Linked DNA regions of Sus scrofa: region 2 is linked to region 1. Evidence: chromatin contacts called from public Hi-C data. All regions are on one chromosome and are shown on one strand. The core of a region is the stretch at or near the end of the contact, and the rest is flanking DNA. Distances in the headings are between cores, read along the strand shown. Region 1 overlaps ROBO1 (roundabout homolog 1). Region 2 overlaps ROBO1 (roundabout homolog 1).

Region 1 (3,674 bases), core at 932-3,431:
GCCTGAATCTCATTCCAATTAATAGGTTTGAGAAAATCCTCGGATTTTCCATAGGTAAGTCCTAGGTGAAGTTTTTTAGTGATGACTAAGCCTGATCATATAACAAAGTAGGGAATGGGTCTCCCATTGCAGTTCTAGAGATTGTTCAGGATCATCTTGATTAGCTGTTTCATCCAGCGTTGGTCTTGGCCTTTGCCAATGAGCATGTGAATGAACTGGTATAAATCTGAGAAACCTGTTTGGTAAGTCTGGATGACTATATTAAATTCCTTGGAAAATCTTTGACTATCTTCAGTAACTCAAGGAAAATATTTTTGACTATGGCTTTTAGTTCAGCCTTAGTCCAGAGGACAAAGTAAATTAAGGGCTAGGCCGGGGAACAGATCAAACCAGTGCCACTGCAGAGACAATGCTGAGTAGCTATGATGTGATCCACAGGGAAAGTCAGATAAGGGCTAGGCATCAGGATCCCCAGAGGGTTTGATTTCAAAAGGTCAGGTTCTAATGGGTTCAGAGGAAAGGGGACTGGGGAGAGGGTCAAAAGAGGGGGGTTGTCAGTGAGAGAATCAGAATGAGGAACCAGCATGTATAAAGAAGGTGGGAAAGAGACAAAGAGGGTGGGATGGGGAGGAAGAAGCCTCAAAATGTTTTTGTCATCTTTCAGTTTTTTGATTGCCCAACTTAATCTGGAAATAGTATTTTGTAAAGAAGCAGTTTTAGAATCCTGAATATGTTTGAAATCCACAAGACACAATTGAAATATGCATCCCTTTCAGTTTGCTTTATTTGAGAGTCATGACTTTCTATTTTGGATCTAAGAAAAGGAAGTTTGGGGAGATTGAAAGTTCTCTATTATGGCCACTGGTGTTCTAAATTATTTTTGATTTAGTTGGCCCAATTAGTTAAAATTGCACTTAGGAAGGACCATAGTTTTTAAACACAAAATTGCCAAGTTTTCCAGAGGGAGGACACTCCTAAGGGAATTTAACTGGGTGGGAGCCCATTACCCAAAACCAGAAGTTCAGAAAAGAGAAAGGTATTCACCTGGAAGCATGACAACTTCATAAACACACACACAAAAAATCCTGAATCAAGTCAAAGAACTCAGCCAAAAGGTGAGAGCTGAGATCTGAGAGTACAGTTACAGAACAGATAAGAAAAACGAACACACAAGCAGAGAGAGAACACAAGGGGTTCAAGTAGGTACCTTGCACAGTCCCAGGGGTTGTTAGTTCTGTTATGGGTTTATCTCCTTTAAGTCCCTTTGTGGTTGCCAGGTAATGCTGATGTTAAAAAACAAAAGAGCCAGTTATTTTTACCAGCAAAATGAGTTTATTTGGGAAAGGCAGAGGAACTACAACTCAGGACATGCAAACCATGGCGCACAATTGGCAAGTCCAAGGAAATGACCAAAAAGTCAACTTTTATTAAGTGTAAGTAGGAAATTGGGGAAGGCTATGATGGTTCTTCATTGGCTGCAGGTAGTGGGCAGCTTGTTGTTGCTGAGTCAAAAGGAACTTCTTGCTGGAGTCTGTAAGCTGCTATTAGTGACATGCAAGAGAGCTCCCCCTTCAAAGATTTCCTTTATTTTCACTTACTATGAGTTAGGAACAAGACCTGAGGTAATGGCATAGCAGAGCAATGACAGAAACCTTTTAAAGTCACACTTGATGTTTTGCATTATGACTGTAAAAAGTAAGAAATGAAAGCTTCTGGAGTTCCCATTGTGACTCAGCAGGTTAAGAACCCAAAACAGTCTCCATGAGGATGTGGGTTCAATCCCTGACCTCGCTCAGTGGGTTAAGAATCTGGCGCTCCCTCAAGCTGTGGCATAAGTCGCAGAAGTGGCTCTGATCCAGTGTTGCTGTGGCTGTGTCATAGACCTGCAGCTGTAGCTCTGATTCAACTGCTAGCCTGGGAATTTCCAAATGCCGTAGGGGCAGCCATAAAAAAGAAAAAAAACAAAAAAATGAAATCTTCAAATAGATTGATTTCCCTGCAATATTTATAAGTGAGATGGGTCTTTTTGAAGACCGTTTTTAGCAATTCAACAGTGGAATGGTGAAAAGCAATAGAAAGATTGCTTCTAAGCTTAAGACTCCCATCGTCATTCTCTAATCCCCCACTGGCCTAGGCCACTTGAGTCACTGCCTACAATTTCACAACCTTTGCAGCATGACGTGGCCACTGAGGAAGGCAATAAGGTGTTGCAAGATTTGCAACAGTTTAAAAACTTCTGAAAACCTAGAGGATCCCCTTGGCTGGATGGAGGTCACTTTATTTTTGGAAGCCACTTCTGGAGTTCTGTTCTAGAATGAGCTCAACTCTGAGAATGGAGTGGCAAGATTAGTTCAGAGCACTTCCAAGAATGGAATGTCACTCAAGCTGGATTTGGGGCTATAAGTAGGAGAGAATATGTTTTTATTATATATTTCTCTATTTTATATTTAGCCTTTTAGAACAGCAGAATCCTGTAAAGCTTTTTATGATGATGGAAATGTTTTAACATAGCTTTTAAGCACTTGAAATATGGCTGGTGCAACTGAGAAACTGATTTTTAAGTTTTATTGTATGTTCCTACATTTAAATAGCCACACTTTGCCACATCAGATAGTGCTCTTTTATTATACAGAGTTCACATCTTTCTCTATCAATACCAGGAAGAACTCAGCAAGCAAAAAGCCTAAAAGAAAGAAAGAATGATAGGAGAAACTTGAAAATGCATTAAAAGTAATTTTTTGTACTTTTAAATAGTTACTCATTGTATAAGTGTTTGGAAAGGAGAGAAAACTTTTAAATAGTTATTCATTGTGTCAGTGTTTGGAAAGGATTTTTATATGTTGAAATGTTGAGCCAAATAAGTGCAAAGTTTATAACCACTTTGATTAGTATAAAATGGATTGGGCACCTTTTCAAACAGAAGGCTATGAAACCAGTTGGTTATGACTTCATACAGCTGTAACCATTCATTGTCATTTGACACCAACCAAACCTGTCTACTCAGGGTTTGGGCATCAATTTATTTTATATCAGATAACAACATGCTTTAAGATTTCTGTTGGATATCAATATTATTAATAGAGAAATTGTCTTTGGGCTAGGATGTGAAGTCCGTGCTTACATGCATCATCTGTGTTCATATAAACCATGAAGAGTTTGGGATTCTTAAAGCGGCTATAGCAATCACCACCCACAGAGAAGAAAATGGATCCACGTGTCAGTGTCCAGGAGTTAAGAAGGATATCTTCTGTCTCCTGCAGGTTTTAGTCACTTTTTGGAGACGAAGTTATTTCTAATTTTTACTTTACCAAGTATATTTTGATCAGACCTTCCATTCTATTTGTTGCTCTTTTAGTCTTTACACAAATGTCTTAATCAAAATCATTACAGATAGAAATTACACATATGTGAGCTCTCACTGGATTTTATTCTGATCGACATGCAACTTAAATCATTTATCATTTTAAAGAATATCTGCGGAAAGAAACAGATGTGTGTGGGAAGGCCTCAAGAAAAGAGAGATTTATTTATATACACGTACATATAATAGCTCATCTATGAATGCATTGATTTACAGTGGTATTAACTTTCACAAATCCAGCCAAAATTTTGGGAAGAAAAGTACACAAAAATGTGTGTACTCATAACTGATATTTGTTACAATTTTTTGATAC
Region 2 (3,708 bases), core at 158-2,657, 580 kb after region 1:
GGTTGATTCCAGCATTTCAGTGAGCTGTGGTATAGATCACAGATGCAGCTCAGATCCTGTGTGGCTGTGGCTGTGGCGTAGGCTGGCTACAGCTCTGATTGACCCCTAGCCTGGGGACTTCCAAATGCCATGGGTGTGGCCCTAAAGAAAAAAAAAAAAAGAAGAAATCTTCCTAATGTTACATGGCTGTCAAGTTGCTGAGTTGGGGAGTTGCCAAGTCTGTCTTAATCCAAGGACTTCAGAGATGGATGATGGCTGGAGTTAGAGCAATGGAGCAATGGAGACCAACAGGGAAGGAAATAGTCCTGAGATAGAAAGGTGACAGTCAACAGGTTGTGACAATAGGTAGCCTGAGGGCTAATATTAGCCAAAGCTACTCCTAACCTACGATAAATTACAAGAAGCCAAAACTATCCAGGTTTTTCTCATTTTGTTTGTTTACAAGTTTATTTTATAGGCTCAGTATATACAGTCAAAGTTATTACATCTTAGAATCTTGAGTAGCACTCTTGGTCTCTCATCTCCTTCATTTGCTTGCCTTCCATGGACTCCATCAAAGATACTTACTGACCTCATTTTTAATATTCATGTTTTTGTTTTTCCATCCAAACTCTGTTATTTGAAGGTATTGAATTGTTCAGAAATCCAAAATTCTCTCTTCTGTGTCTTATGGGATGAAAAGTAATCCAGGATATATGTACCAAGATAAAGTACTATGAGAAGGAGAATTCTGAATATATTAAAAAAAAATTTTCTTCTCTTGTTCATTCTGTGTTCCCTTTTACTATTGTAAACAAAGCATCTGTATGTAGAAAATCTTTAGAGATGGGTGTTTTTATATCAAGTACAGATTTATTAGTAAGTTTAACAAAACCCCTCCTTGTTTGAAAAAAAAAATGCAACAAGCTCATGGCAATGAGCACAAGTAGCACTTTAATTCTTACTAGGTTCTTGGTCTCCTTTCTAAAAATTTTTTTGTTCTTGAGATTTAGAACTCTTTACTGAACTTTTTTTTTTTTTTTTTTTTTTGCAGTGATACAATAGACTAAACCAAACCATCAGTAAATAGACGTTAAGTACTCTTTTCTTGTCAGATTTATTTTGTTCTGTTCTATTCTAACCTATTCTGTTATTCTCCATCATAACGACTAACCTATCATGTATTTTATTTGGGAAGATATCCAGTTTCATCTTATGAGATGAGAGGTGTCTGATTTCTTTTTGTGCTTGCTTTTCACTTATGTGTTTTCATTCTGTTTAATTACTCGTCTACTGTGCTGCAGATTCTGGCTCTTTCCTTCCCTGAATAGTTGGGTTCACTCCAGAAGGTGATGTAACAGACTCACAGGGGATTGCACTGGGCTCCTCATCCTTGGCAAGAAATCGATCATCACGTGATAGGAGGAGCCCTCAAAGGCTGCTGTCTGCCATCATCATCTATGCCTCTGCTCTTTTTTTGCTTTCTGTGTGCCCTCTGCTTACTATCTTTCTCTGTATGTTCTATCTTCCTCGTCCTAGTGAAAAGGTTAGGTTGTCCCTATTTTATTCTGTATCACAGGTTGGCTTCACAGTTGGAATGATCCTTCTTTTCTGATATTTTTCTATGAATGAAAGGATTGATTCACCACGTTTTCATTCAAGTCAGTAACATTGTCTAGGATGTGACACGGGCTTCTCGTATTGTTGCAGATGTTCCCCCAACCAGTCAGGGGGTAGATCACAAGCAGGTCCAGCGAGAACTGGGAAATGTTGTACTGCACCTCCACAACCCCACCATCCTTTCTTCCTCTTCAATTGAAGTGCACTGGACCGTGAGTCGTTGTTGTCGGGGTTGTAATATTTGACCTCATTTTAATGACTTTGGGGAGATCACTATGTGAAATATATATATAGGCAACAGATAGTAAAGTTACATATGCCTGTTGCCTACTTTTCCACCAATGGTAACTTTGTAATGTAAGCATTGTTTTTTATGGTGTCTGTGAGGTGCCTTGAAACAGAAAATTTTCATCTTGTGTATTTTTATACTGTGCTTCAGTAATAAACTTTACTGGTCTCAGAGGAAACACAGTATTATGAATATACAACTTGTGATAGGGTCATCAACATATGAACTTTTAAATGTAGAAATATTTCTAAATAACACTAAGTAGTCTTTTAAAATTAGAAAATGGAAAAACACACTTTATTTCCTCATCCCCTTGACACCCTCACTTCTTTCTAGATGTCTGTCACAGAACTGCCGCCATGCCTCACATTTCTGCATAAAGCAAAGAAATGAATATTGAATATTGTATATTAAGCCAAAAAAAGTAGACACATTACAAAGTTAGCAATTCGTTTTTAGTATTCTACTTTCTATAAAGTAGAAAACTGGGAGGAAGCCAGATCGAATTTTTTGCATTGTATCACATTGAGTTTTCAGAATTTTCTAACAAGTCAATAAAAATAGACATGTATGATTGCATTTATCTGTGTCATTTTCATAGGTGGACCAACAGTCTCAGTATATTCAAGGATACAAAATTCTTTATCGCCCTTCTGGAGTCACCCATGGGGAAGCGGAGTGGTTAGTTTTTGAAGTGAGGACTCCAACCAAAAACAGCGTGGTTATCCCTGATCTCAAAAAAGGAGTTAACTATGAAATTAAGGCTCGTCCTTTTTTCAATGAATTTCAAGGAGCAGACAGTGAAATTAAATTTGCCAAAACCCTAGAAGAAGGCAAGTATAATGAAATGTGTGATTGCTGTGCATGGCGGTACTTTGGTTAGGCTTCTATTAACTTAATTGAAAAAGTTTAATGTTAATAGTGACATTAATTATTATTAACCATCTTGATAGCAAGCTCTGTATTTTCCTAATAGAACTTATTTAATTAGAACTTCTAAAAACCAGAATTTTATAATACTTGACTTGCTTTTATGGCGGCCTTTATAAAAATGAGCAGATGTGAGCACTGTATTAATGACATATATTGGATATATTTAATTATTCAGAACTAAAATTCACATTTTAATATGGAATTATCCTCCATTTGCTTGCCTTTCTATTAACTCTTTTCTATTTGTTAATCAAATGTTATATTTTGAGTGATTGTTCGTAACAACTAATAAGTAACGTTTGTAGTCAGTGATGCCTTGGTTTGCCCAGGACCTTCTGGGGTTAACATTTTATGTGTCCTGTCCCTGGAAACACCTCAGCTCTAGACAAACCAATATGTTTGGCCACCCTGTAACTGGAAATTAAAAATTAATATTTACCTAAAGGATAAAAGGTTACATGTCATAAGTATACTCTTTGAAAATAACCAGAATTTTTCTTAAAGGTTTTTATTACTTAGATTACAATAAATTATAGGGTACAGTTAATATCAGAGATGATTAGCATTTATCTTTATACTTTTGAACATTTTTAGGGAGAACTTAATGTACCCCTAGGGTTGCAGAGTAGGAGAAAAGATAATCTATATAACTTTGGTTATGGAAAATTCACAATAACAGTAGGTTAGCAATCGTGAGGAAAAACTTAAATAGTTTGGAACTTCTCAGACTTGGATGAGCAATAAGCTTTAAAACATATGCCTATATTGATACAAATTTTGTATACTTTTTGTCTTTAACTGCCTGCTGTCAGTGTTCTCTAATGTGCTCATAATATATCTACTTTTGAAACAATTTAATAGCACCCAGTGCCCCACCCCAAAGTGTA

Evidence for each region. A called contact is a pair of places that touch in the nucleus more often than the background predicts.
Region 2: a contact with region 1 is called in a Hi-C map of embryonic fibroblasts, with 1.7 times the contacts expected there. The contact joins two enhancer-like sites. A contact is called at or near these places in 3 of 47 Hi-C or Micro-C datasets (adipocytes and embryonic fibroblasts).

What each region holds. Positions count from the first base shown.
Region 1 is chr13:175,833,575-175,837,248 of Sscrofa11.1, forward strand. The region is part of intron 2 of ROBO1 (roundabout homolog 1); the gene reads left to right. Among named protein-coding and RNA genes, the nearest start is that of ROBO1, 490 kb to the left of the region's middle. Within about 2 kb of position 2,182, at least 7 of the 83 cell types and tissues checked have an H3K27ac peak or open chromatin away from gene starts, as enhancers often do.
Region 2 is chr13:176,412,739-176,416,446 of Sscrofa11.1, forward strand. It overlaps ROBO1 (roundabout homolog 1), which reads left to right. Exons shown (of 31, transcript XM_021071380.1): 15 at 1,690-1,811; 16 at 2,490-2,721; 17 at 3,683-3,708. Among named protein-coding and RNA genes, the nearest start is that of ROBO1, 1.1 Mb to the left of the region's middle. Within about 2 kb of position 1,408, at least 1 of the 83 cell types and tissues checked has an H3K27ac peak or open chromatin away from gene starts, as enhancers often do.